Regions from separate parts of the Zea mays genome. Here regions 1 and 2 are each linked to region 3. The links are chromatin contacts, called in public Hi-C maps. All regions are on one chromosome and are shown on one strand. Each heading gives the region's core, a stretch centred on a gene start, on an enhancer-like site or on the middle of the called end of the contact. The rest is flanking DNA. Distances are from core to core; before and after follow the strand shown.

What was found. A called contact is a pair of places that touch in the nucleus more often than the background predicts.
Region 1: a Hi-C map of leaf shows a contact between it and region 3, with 3 times the contacts expected there. The contact joins the promoter of LOC100277310 here to the promoter of LOC100279815 in region 3. A contact is called at or near these places in 6 of 25 Hi-C or Micro-C datasets (bundle sheath, ear, endosperm and 2 more).
Region 2: a Hi-C map of leaf shows a contact between it and region 3, with 7 times the contacts expected there. The contact joins the promoter of LOC103638683 here to the promoter of LOC100279815 in region 3. A contact is called at or near these places in 2 of 25 Hi-C or Micro-C datasets (endosperm and leaf).

What each region holds. Positions count from the first base shown.
Region 1 is chr9:95,299,248-95,303,615 of Zm-B73-REFERENCE-NAM-5.0, reverse strand. It overlaps LOC100277310, which reads right to left and starts at 1,564. Exons shown (of 5, transcript NM_001407256.1): 1 at 1,361-1,564; 2 at 472-725. The coding sequence starts at 1,419.
Region 2 is chr9:94,728,674-94,732,599 of Zm-B73-REFERENCE-NAM-5.0, reverse strand. LOC103638683 (SPX domain-containing protein 1) reads left to right here and starts at 1,831. Exons shown (of 3, transcript XM_020544011.3): 1 at 1,831-2,549; 2 at 2,653-2,785. The coding sequence starts at 2,253.
Region 3 is chr9:95,037,407-95,041,296 of Zm-B73-REFERENCE-NAM-5.0, reverse strand. LOC100279815 (phospholipase D family protein) reads right to left here and starts at 2,489. Exons shown (of 3, transcript NM_001152770.1): 1 at 2,321-2,489; 2 at 281-2,189. The coding sequence starts at 2,428.

The DNA.
Region 1 (4,368 bases), core at 315-2,814, 260 kb before region 3:
ATGTTTTTGCTGATTTACATAAACATGTTCCCACAGATGCATTTGCAGAATCTGAGAATCGTCCCAGGCCAAATTTGAAACTGTTCAGGATTTGAACATTAAGACATCTAGAACAGAGAAGTGTACTTCAAGTCTTCAACAAGATACAGGCTTTTCCTGAATTGGTGGTTTACGTCATTGGCTTTCCACAAATTCGTATGCATAATTATCGAATGTCAACCTTGAGACTGATAAGGATTAGAACATAAAGCAAAGACCTTATCTCAATCATAGTTTGTAATTTTTACTGAGAAGTTAGAATCTCAACCACTATATATTCAAGGCCACAAACATTGGACATTTAAACTCAGGTTTCCGTTCACATCCATGATGGAGCTACAATAATCAGTAAGAGACTTAACTATTTGACAGTATATGGCACTAACAGGATGGATCAATAAGGCAAAGAGGAAACGAAATGGATGAATTCACCTTGATTCATAAACTCATTCGGGTTGCTGCTACTTCCTGCCGTATGCTGATCGCTGGACTGAGCCAACGTGCTGATCGAAGACATGCTCCTCTGCGATTGGATCCCGCTGTTCTCCATCTCATGCGCACTCGTGCTCCAAAAGTCCTCCGAGAGGCTAGCCTTCCTTACTGATCGCCCCTGGATCCTCAACCGCTTGGAAGGCTCGTCTACTGCTATTATTGGAGTTGGCTTAGCACAGCATCCAAAGCAACCTCTGCTCTGTAGCAAACCAGGATCGACCAGTGACTGATTAGCACCAGTATTCAAGATCCCAGATAAGCTGTGATGCACTCTATCTCGTATTACAAATTACAGAAGAGAAAAGGCCAAAGTTATGACCATTTCTGACCCGATAGATGGTGACCGGATAGATGGTTGCAGTAAAATATCGAGCAACTATCACTCAGTGAACTCAGCAGCTAAAGACTGAACATTTTCCAAACAGAGGCCTAGTACCAAAGTCAGACTAAAATGCATCTATTTTATACCGGAAATAGACCAGGCAGATTAAATAAACAACAGGAAGATACTACAACGAACGCGACGGACTCAACTGGCTCGACTCAACAGGAAAAGTGAGACCAAATGGATAAACGAAACCAGCCTACCAATCAGAATCATTATAGCCACTCTAAAATATCGAAAACAGCGCAGTCTGAATCAGGGAGCAGCGAGCATATATGGGCCACGAACAGAAGCTATAGAAGTCTAGGACCTCGCTACCGCAAGCGGGGATCCCAATCCCCACGAGCCTCGCGGCCACTACTACACCGTGACGTGTGCCGGAGGATCACGAGAGGATGGGATGGGGGAGGGCAGGGCGGCGGGGCGCAGGCACGCACGACGCACCCCATGCAAGCGACGAGGCGGCGCACCCAGGTGGAGAGGGTCCTGCAGCTCAGCAGCATAGCATCCGGGCCCGGTGCGCGGGGGCCGGTGCCGCGTCGGAGGGAGAGGCCGGCGGTGAAGCGAACCCTAACCCCCCGGCCCCTAGGGCGAGAGGGGAGACGGGACGGGGAGGGAGGAATCGGAATGGGATTCTGCCGTGGACCGGTGTCAGGCTGGGATTGGGGGAGGGGGTTAGGAATCTACTAGGAGCCGGAGGGAGGATTCAGCTGAGGCAGAGGCGTTCGTTACCTGCCCATGCTGCCACTTGACATGATGATGCTGAGTGGCCGGGACGAGGCATTTCGAAAAATACTTGGCTTCGCGTCCCAGAAAATTCGACGGTTCCTCTGGCCGCGTTACATAGGTTCTGGTATTGGAATTATTAGAAACTATTTTTAGTCATAGAATATCCTGTTCAGTTCGTGTATGTAAATACTAATAAAGAAATTTCGAAGAGGGAATTCATATATTGGTGTGAACAGCCATTTTAATCGAGCTAAAGTTTACCTGAGTCTATCCTATAGAGAATCAAAATACTCCAGCTAAAGTTTAGCCTTAAAATCTTAGCTAGCTAAACTTTAGTGGTATGGATTTAAACAGATCTATCTTAAATCCTAATTTTCACTCGATTATGATTCATCAATTTGGAAAGAAAACTTTTGGCCGGAGGTCTACATTCGATGGAAATTGTTTGTTTCAGTCTGTCAGTGTGGATCAAAAGCTTTGATGGACTCTGCATCAATGAACGACAAGCAGAAGAATGGGTAAGAGATGAAACATAAACATGATTGGACCTTGTTTGAACATAACGAGAAGTAGGTTACGAATGAGGAAGAAAAGAAAGAAGTACAAGATACTTCTCCCGTACTAAAAGTGAAAAGACTTTGATGTTGTTTAGAGGAGTTGAATGCAAAAAATGAGATATAAAAACAATCAAAACTATAAGCGGCAGCGCTGCTTGACACCTAGCACTGCCGCATCGTGGCACTGTGGACAATTGCACAACACTACCGCGCAGAGGCTAACTAGGTCTGATAATATTGAATTATTTTAATATGAGGCTGAGTCTAGTACTTTAGCAGAAAACTTAAAGACTATCTAGGATAACAATTTATATAAGAGACAAGATGATATGAACTAATAAAAAAACACTCAACGGTAAGGACACATCAAAATATGTATATTTAAAATAAAACTCAAAAGTGTTGTTAAAAAACTGTTCGACACTGCCGCGCTAACCCATGCACTGTCGCTCGATGCAGAATATCCAACAACAGCTACACATGTAGGCAATACTTAGATATGAACTTGGTAATGTTATGTGGCAATTCCACTAAGTACCTATATCTCATAAGCATGCATAACCAAGTTGTTGACGCCTTTTTGAGGGCCAAACACCCAATAAGAACCGTGGCGGTGCCCTCTACACAGGAGCGGACGGTCCGCGGCCTGGTGCGAGGCGCGGCGGTGCTCTCTGCACAGGGGCGGACGGTCCGCGCGCAGGGTCGGACGGTCTATGGCCTGGTGCGAGGCTAGGGCTCCTGCCTGACGGCCGGACGGTCCGCGCCCTGGGGCCGGACGGTCCGCACGTGCGCAGGGGCGGCGGAAGATCGCCGGCGGCGCCTGGATCTCGCTCCTGGGAGGGACCCCGTCGGGAGGAGATATCCTAGGAGTTGTCTAGGCTCGGGCCGGCCGACCTAGACTTCTCTAATCGGCGTAGAGTCGAAGAGAGGCAGAGAATTTGGGGATCGGAAGGCTAAACTAGAACTAAACTAGAACAACTCCTAGGAAATAAATGCGAAATAGAAGTGTTTTGATTCGATTGATGATTATTACAAATCGGTCGTAGACCTCTCTATTTATAGAGGAGGGGGGCTGGACCCTTTACACAACTGATTCCGAGTTAATTCTGCGAATCTAGCTAATAACCGTAGCACAAAACTCAGAACCCTAATCTGTTTTGCACACGCGCGGACCGTCCGGCCCACAGGCGCGGACTGTCCGGACCGCGGACTGTCCGGCCTCAGGGCCGGACCGTCTGCACGCTCATTTCAGTACCAAACATATGCCCCCTGCCTTTTGGTGGAGCTGGGCAAGCCAAAAGCATCTTAACTCGATGTGATCATATCAGTTTTCTTAAGCATCTTGCCACATACTAGGATGGTACTGCTTGAGGAAACGTCCATTCAAAGCTTTGGGTAAATCCTTGCCTTGTAATGTTTGTAGTAAATAGGCGTTACCAGATACTACCTGTTTTACTTTATAAGGACCCTCCCAGCTTGACGACCATTTTCCAAACTTTCGGTCTTTATTCCTTAGGGGCAGGATGGTCTTCCACACCAGGTCCCCTACTTGAAATGACTTTGCTTTGACCTTCTTATTGTAGGCCCTGGTTACCATGATCTTGTCCTTTTCTATTGCTTCCAAAGCTATCACCCTCTTGTCGGTCACCTCATCAATATTATCCATCATTGCATCGTAATAATCAGTGAGAGTTAAATCATTTTGTCTGGCGAACCTGACAGCATTCAAACTTATTTCCACAGGCAACACTGATTCCTGCCCATAGACAAGCTCAAAAGGAGACACTTTAGTAGCACTATGTTTAGATATTCTATGAGCCCAAAAAGCTTCGGACAAAATCTTATGCCAATGCTTAGGATTATCAGATATCTTCTTTTTTTATCAAGTTGATCAATGTCCTATTACTAGACTCGGCCTGTCCATTGGCCTGAGCATAGTATGGAGATGAATTAAGCAACTTAATTCTATATAATTCAGCAAATTCACGTACCTCCTTTGACATAAAAGAAGTCCCTTGATCTGTAGTCAAGGTCTGGGGAATACCGAATCTATGAATAATATGCTCATTTACGAACTCAATTACCTCCTTGTGTGTCATGTTCTTCAGAGCAACGGCTTCAGTCCATTTGGTAAAGTAGTCAGTGGCAACTAACACGAACCGATGC
Region 2 (3,926 bases), core at 582-3,081, 310 kb after region 3:
CCCTGTATTAAATCTGGCCTCGGGCCCCTAATTTGTCAGGACCGTCGCTGGTCGATCGTACAAGATGATCCAAGTCTTTGGATGCATTCGAACACTATGCTCACAGACGATTAGTTTGGGTTCGGGTGTGCTTACCTAAGGGGATGACCGGGGTCTGGTTTGGCCTTCGTCCCAACAATGTTAGTTGTAAGTTCACATAGTTAAAGTCCATAAGCATGTAACATGTAATAATAAAGCTAAACTCATGTACATGAAGGAGTAAGCTTGTTTGAAATATATCTGAAATGAAGAAACATAAACAAGCATATGTGACATATTTTAAGATGGAGTAGAAACAAGTTATGTCACATCATCACACACACATATCATGCATGTGCAACATTATAAGGTGTATAATACAATGCATGAGCATGTGAAAGAGAGTGCATATGAGAGTATCACACATAAAGCACATGACAAATCAAACTCATGTGTATCTCTCATTCGCCCTATCAATAGCATTCTTCCTATCTACATACTACCCTCTCTTGGACCTCTCCCCCTAACACATACTCCCCTCTTCCTCTTTGGCATCAAGCACCAACAGTGACAAAACCTAAGGGTCCTAAGAAGGAAAATAAATAGTTGTGCCAGGTACTAAATGGTGAGGCCTGAGCTCAAACTATATTAGGAGAGTGTCCTGTCTCTAGCGAGGAAGAAGTCATGTATCCACAAAGGATGAGCCCTGTCTCTAGCGTTGACTGGCCAGCTGGTGGAACAAGAGAGATCTACGGGGGAGGGAGTCTGACGAGGCATCTAATCGGTCCTGGCAACATGTTGCAGAAGGTGTCAACTCTTGCGCTAAAGGTACAACAACCATTTGGGGGTGGAGCCCCTTGTCTAATTGGTTGGCATTGTCGGTGTAGGTGGCACAATAGTAATCATCATTATGACAGATAGTGTCAAAAGAGTAGTAACTGGTAGAGCTTGTTACAAGGAAAGCGGACCTCGACCCATTTGATTAACGATTTTTGGTGTTTAGTGATCAACATAACCATTTGAACTAATGTTGTTTGTTAGTGTTTATGAATATAGTTCAAAGGATACATCATGAACTTGGGTGAAGGCAACATGGCGATCAAGAAGATCAACACGTCAAAACAAGATATTAGAAGACTTATTGAAGACCTACAAAGATCTTGGTTCGCTGGCTAACTTGCCACGGTGAGCGAATAAACCTCCCACCAATAACTTTGTTCTTGTCCTTCATATCCCCAAATCAAATGCTTGATGTCTTTAAATTGAACTCCATTAGACTAAGACCATGTCCAGCAGTCCACTCATATGATCACCCAAGACACCGTTCTACATTATAGACTGCACTGTTTGAAAAGTGAAGTTTAAATATGTGTATGTGGATGAGTAAGCGGTTGGAGATAGTCTAACTCTTGAAATATGAGCGTTTCCTATATTTTCTTCCTTATAAAAATAAGCGAGTTTCTAAGAGAACTTTTTAAAGGGCTAGTTTGGTAAGCTCATTTTTCTAAGGGATTTTTATTTCGCCAAAAAAATAGTTTATTTTCTATTGTTAAAATAGGAATCTTTTGAAAAGATAGAGTTTTCAAACTAGTCTGAAATTCATGTATTCTATCTCGTGAAAAGTAGCTCATCCCTGGCATCCCGTCGGCGGATGTCAACCAAACGCCACTACGCCAGCACTTGGACAAAACCAGCAACTACACAGCCACGGTGCCAGTGGCAACCTTCTTCCATGTGGGTACGTGATCGTGTCAGCTCACCAAGCAAGCCCCCGTCCTGTGCAGCTGTGCTGCGTGCCCGACTACACGTGCCAGTTTTGCCGCATAGCTCCACGGCCGAAGCCGAACGCCCCACCAGACCACCCCCACCCGGCCCCGGCCCCCGGGTCCCTGTCTTCCCCGTCTCCGCTTCCGTCCACCTCACGTCGGCGTCTTCCATCGAAGTGGCCTTTTCGGCGGCGAGTGAGAGGGCGAGGAATAAAACTCGCGTCGCGCACGCACCGCAACAATAATATCCTTCCACGCGAATATTCGCCGCTTCCCACCTCCCCCGCCCCGCATATCCTTCCGTCCGTCCGTTCGTCTCCCCCCTTTCCCTTCCCCTCTATTTCACCACCCCATCAGCCGCCCGCCACCGCGACGATCACCGGCGCAATCCGTTCACCCCACCACTCATCCACTCCCCCTCCGCGAATCTCATTTCTTTACTGCGGCTAGGAGGAGGCGGCGGCGGCGATGAAGTTCGGCAAGAGCCTGAGCGGACAGATCGTGGAGACGCTCCCGGAGTGGCGCGACAAGTTCCTGTCCTACAAGGATCTCAAGAAGCGCCTCAAGCTCATCGGCGCCGGGAACGGGGCTGAGCGGCAGCCGAAGCGGGCCCGCCGCGACGACTCCGGGGAGGCTGACGCGGCCGCGGCCGCGGCGGCAATGACGCCAGAGGAGGCGGAGTTCATGCAGCTCCTGGAGGCTGAGCTCGACAAATTCAACTCTTTTTTCGTCGAGAAAGAGGAGGAGTACATCATCCGTCAGAAGGTGCCTGCTCGCCCTATCCGCCCTCCTTCCTCCCCTTGTTTCCCTAATGATTTTCGCGTTCTTTGATCTGATCGGGTTGCTTGGCCGTGGCTGAGTGGAGCAGGAGCTGCAGGACCGGGTGGCCAGGGCGGCCGGGCGGGAGTCCAAGGAGGAGCTCATGCGGGTGCGCAAGGAGATTGTCGACTTCCACGGCGAGATGGTGCTGCTGGAGAACTACAGCGCCCTCAACTACACAGGTAATAAGTCCTCCGCCGCCGCACACTCCCGTCCCGCCGCGTCGCATGTGTTGCTTTCATGTCACTCTTATGGTTGATTAGTTTTCCAGAATTTTGTTGTCTCCGTTGTTGTTTATCTCTTCCTGGTAAGTTTATTGTCTATGTATTTTGTTTTGTAGTAGCTAGTAGCAACTTAGCCTGGACTGTGGCTGTGAATTAGGGATGAAGCCTCTAGATTCCTGGGGCTAACAATCAGTGTTTGCCATAGCTAACATGGGTCAAATAAAGAGACGAATTGCTGTGTTGCTTGTCAGCAAGGGACAATACATGTCAGTGTCGTTGAGTATGCATACTAGTGACTGAGTTGAAATAGCAAGAGTCCATTTATTCTCGCTATTAACAAAGGAATGTTGCTAAAAATTAATCTATGCCGAGAAATTGTGGCCTGCGGTAATTGCGTTGATTTCTCGCGAGAAATTAGCTATATCTCGTACATGAGTGCAAGTACATCTTTTAGTTTGGATGCATCTAGATTCTCGGAACACTCGTGGCGAAAGAACGGTTACTAAAAAAACAGTTTGGTGATACCATTCTTGATAGTAAAGAAACGAAAGAAAAACAGGGCTCTCTTTTTTGTAGTCAACCATACAGTCGCACATCTGACATGTTTAAGAGTTAACATGTTATACAGAGCACTTTGCTCAGATTGAGGTTAACTATGGATGTTATCTTGGACTATGGTGTATTCCTCATTTTTTGTTAGATTAGTAAGACAAAAAAAACTCCATGCTGTTAGACTATGTGTGTGTGAGTGTGTGTGGGTCGGCACCATTGTTGGGCTGCCGGCCCATTAGGGTTAGGGTTCCTGTGTCTCTATATATTGTAACCCCATCTATTATCAATACAACAGTTCATCTTCCTACATGGTATCAGATTAGGGTTTCTCCTACCTCCCACTGCAGCAGCCGGCGGCTCCTTCCTCCCGCAACAGCCACCGGCCGCCTCCAACCTCTACAGTCGTCGCCCCGGGAGGCTCATCCCTCATCCCTCCCTCCCGGGGCGGCTCCCTTCCCAGCCGCCGGCCATCCCTCCAGCCGCTCCTCCCCATCTCTCGGCAGCGGCCGGCGCTCAGATCCGCCGCCCCGCAGCACCCTCCCGCGCC
Region 3 (3,890 bases), core at 1,240-3,739:
TTCAGAGGTTGGTTTCTGATAGCAAGAACAGAACAATGTGGATATACATATACCTGAATTTGAGTATTTCAAGCTGAAGTCATGTTGTGGCATGACATGAGTGTGTTAGGATTTGCAAAGATGATTCCAAGATATTTACAAAGAATGGAACATGAAAAATCTGAAATGCCCTACCAACACTAGACTAAGAAATAATTTCATGCAACAGATTGAGTTTGAAACAGCACAAGAGTAACTCCGCAGTTCTAGAATAAGAAATTGATCACGTTTGGAGGCATACCTATCATCATCTTAGAGTGAACGTAGATCATGAAGCGGCGTGCATTCTGCGCCCGAGCGTAGTCTGTCCCATCAAGCGGACGACCTGAAGGTTCATACTCACCATCCATCTTCACCTCCCTGTTCCCCAAGCAAAAGAATGTAAGGTAATCCCTCGGGTCCCTGTCGATCCTCTTTGCCTCGAGCGCAACAGAGATGTCATTGTACATCATCTCCATGGTCCTCCTCTGCCAGTCCAGTATACCCTGAATCGACCCACTAGCAGGAGGGCCTTCTGGCCACATTGGCAGGACGACATAGACTGCAAAATGCTCGCCAGCTTCAATCTTGCTCACAATCTTCAGCGAGAGCTCTCTTGGGACAAGATGCAGTGCTTCAATCTCCTCTGGCTTTATGCCGTCGGCTTTCCACGCAAATGAGCTGCCGAGGAAGTACTGGTTCTCGATGTAGATGAAGTGTTTGGCACGGCGTATGGCGTGGATGTAGGCATCATGGATGCTCCTGTCTAGGACATTATTCTTGCCACTGACAAGGCCAGATTGAGCTGCGGCCTCTGGGGTGCTAGGGAAGCCAAAACACGCGCCGCCATCGATGGAGCGGAATAGCTGCACGTTCCATGAATCTTGGTCTTCCGGGAACATCACTGGCGACGGCGGTATGATCAGGTCCGCCATAGCTTTGAGGTTGACGAGGAGATCAATGCCGCCCCCTTGCTTCCTCCACCGCTGTTCGAAGTTGTAGAGCACGTCCCATGCGGCTGGGCCTTCGATCTTGGAGTGGATGTCGTGCCATGGCTCCCTCGGCCCGCCGTTGTCAATGGACGCACCGGCGAGGTTGGGCTGGTGGAAATCCTTGTGGTGCGCTGTATCCAGAGTCCGGAACAGGGAGTGGAACTGCGTGTCGTAGCGGCCGTCGCAGAGGTCAAGGCCGCCGACGAAGCTGAGGATGCGGCGGCGGTCGCTGCGCTTCGCCGGCATTTCGTGGTCGACCACGACGATCTTCTGGTGGTGCGTGATCATGTAGGCGATCTGCGCGCCCATGACGGCGCTGCTGCCGGCGTCGGGGTTGCGGGGGCAGAGCACGCAGTGCACGCCGCTGCCGCGGAAGTACTCCGCCGTCTCGGCGTCGTGCGTGCTCATGAACCCCCATTTCATCCCGAGGGACTCGACGGAGGTGCGGTCGTCCCACACCAGCATGAGCACCCGCACTCCTTCGCTCGCCTTGCGCTTCAGGAGCTCGCCGAGAGTGGCTTCGCCGCCGGGGCGCGGCCGGCTGCCGTCCCTCAACAGCGTGATCTCAGTGTACACCGACCATCCGGTGATGTAGATGAGGTGGCGCGCGTTGCTGATGGCGTCGAACACGTCCTCCCAGCACCTGCCCGGCTGGTAGAGGCGGCCTCCGGCGAGCGGGATCCTGGGCGCGAACGCGTCGGGCGTGTGCGCGTCCTGGTATAGCGTGACCCTGCACCCGGGCCGCTGCGAGAAGAAGGTGTACGGCACGCCAGGGTACCGCGCGCCGCCGACGCCCCGGCCCCACCCGCGGGGGTCGGCGGACACGTCCTGGAACCGCAGGCGCACGCGTATCTTGGGCCCGTGCGGGAGCCGCTTCTTGCTGGCGTCGAGGATGTCGAGCGACCGCTCGATCTCCTGGCCAGCGATGAGGTCCCGGACGGGGAGGTAGGCGCGGCCGATGAGCGTGGCGCCGATGGGCTGCGCGGCCTTGACGGAGAACACGACGTCGGAGGCGAAGTGGGCGCAGTAGATGTGGAACACCTCGTACCAGCGCGGGTTCACGGGGTCGCCGGTGATGACCCGCGTCCGGCCCACGCGCGCACGGCCGAGGTCCACCGTCGCGTACAGCCGCGTGGAGCCCTGGCCGAGCCCGAGTGAGTCCTCGAACCCCTCCACGAACTGCAGGCGCGGCGCGAACGAATCAGACGAAGTAAGTACAAGAATCTTGAATCGGGACGAAGCAAAGCATGGAAGCTACTGCTAGCATTTGCGATGAAGAAAAGATATGGGTCGATCTTGGACTGATTTACCTTGCGGAAGATCCCGGGGGCGCCGCCGGTGGCCCGGGTGGGGTTGGTGAGGTGGTCGGCCTCCAGGATGGTCGCATCCAGAGTGCCGTGCAGCAGCAGGTGCGCCATGGCTGCACCTCCACCTCCTCCACAGCTCGCTTGTGCTGCTGTTGTCCAAGATAACTTCACCTTCCAACTTCCAGTTCCAGAACGGAGGAAACGATGTGCCAATAGGTGAGAGACAGAGACCTGTCACTCTACCAGCTTTCGTCAAAGTGGATGCGCGTGATGCCAACAAAAAAAAAAAAATCACCAAGCGTAGCAAGAAATTAAGACTGGCTGATTTGGAAATGATTCAGAGTTAGAGAATGTGCGGAGAAATTAAGTGGGGATTAATTCGGGATGGAACATGCCAACAGGAAGGAAATTAATTAGCAGACGATTGGCTGAAGCCCTGAGACTGATGAGGAATCAGAGCAGATCTGGGAGAGTCCAGTGCGCAATGAACTGTGACTCTGTCAGTGCGTCAGCGTCTGGTCATCGAAGTCCAAAGATGCTCACACTATCCATCGCACTGTCGATGGGGGAGGCCATTCGAAATGATCACATGAAGTCGCAGACACAGGCAGCCATACGAGATCTGGGAAGAAGTTAGATTCAAAATCAGAGCAAAGAAGCAGACAAAAGATCGTGCAGTGCAAAGACGATGAACTCGAATCGTCGGCCACAACAACAGGCAACAGAAATGACCCCGCGGGCCCAAATGGCACCAACGACAATCTTGGGCTTTTGTTTTTCTTTCTTCAAAAATTATATTTGGATCTAACCTACTGGACCATCTTTTTATTTGGGCTTTTATTGGGCTGTAGACACGTGGACCGCAGCGTGTCAGCTCTTTTCACTAATGCCTACTGTATTTTGACTTTGGTTACAGACGACGGAAAGAATTTGGGATGTAATGGGATTGATACACACACATATTATTTGTTTCATATTTGATTCCATATTTCCTCTCCGAATTTGAATCAGATACGAATATTATCAAATTATATCAGATAAGATTTAAATAGATATGACAATAGATATATATTTCCACAACACACCTTTGATATAATGCAACAATCACTGACATGCGTAGCCAACTAAGGGCTTGTTCGGTTAGCTCTCAATCCATTTGGATTGAGTGAGATTGGATGAGTTTAAATCTCAAACAAGTCAAACTTCTTCTTAAATTTTCTCAATCTCATCCAATCCATGGGTAACAGGATTAACCGAACAAGGCCTAAATATCTCTTGGAGCCTAGAAATCATTGTAGTAATGTCATGGTGCATCTAGAAGTGTAGAAATGTTGGATGTTCGAAAACATTCCACATAATGTACCAAACCGTAGAAACATGGTTAATGAGGAGATGACACTACTATGTTATGTAGCGGCCTCTACCAGGACCTAGCTACAAAACAATGCAGAACCCCCCCCCCCCCACATGTAAATTCGTTGATGTAACCTTCGCAAGAAGATGTACATAATCTACCCTTTTATCTAATAAAAAATATTGTATGGGCTTTCCCTAAGTAAATTTATCAAGAGAT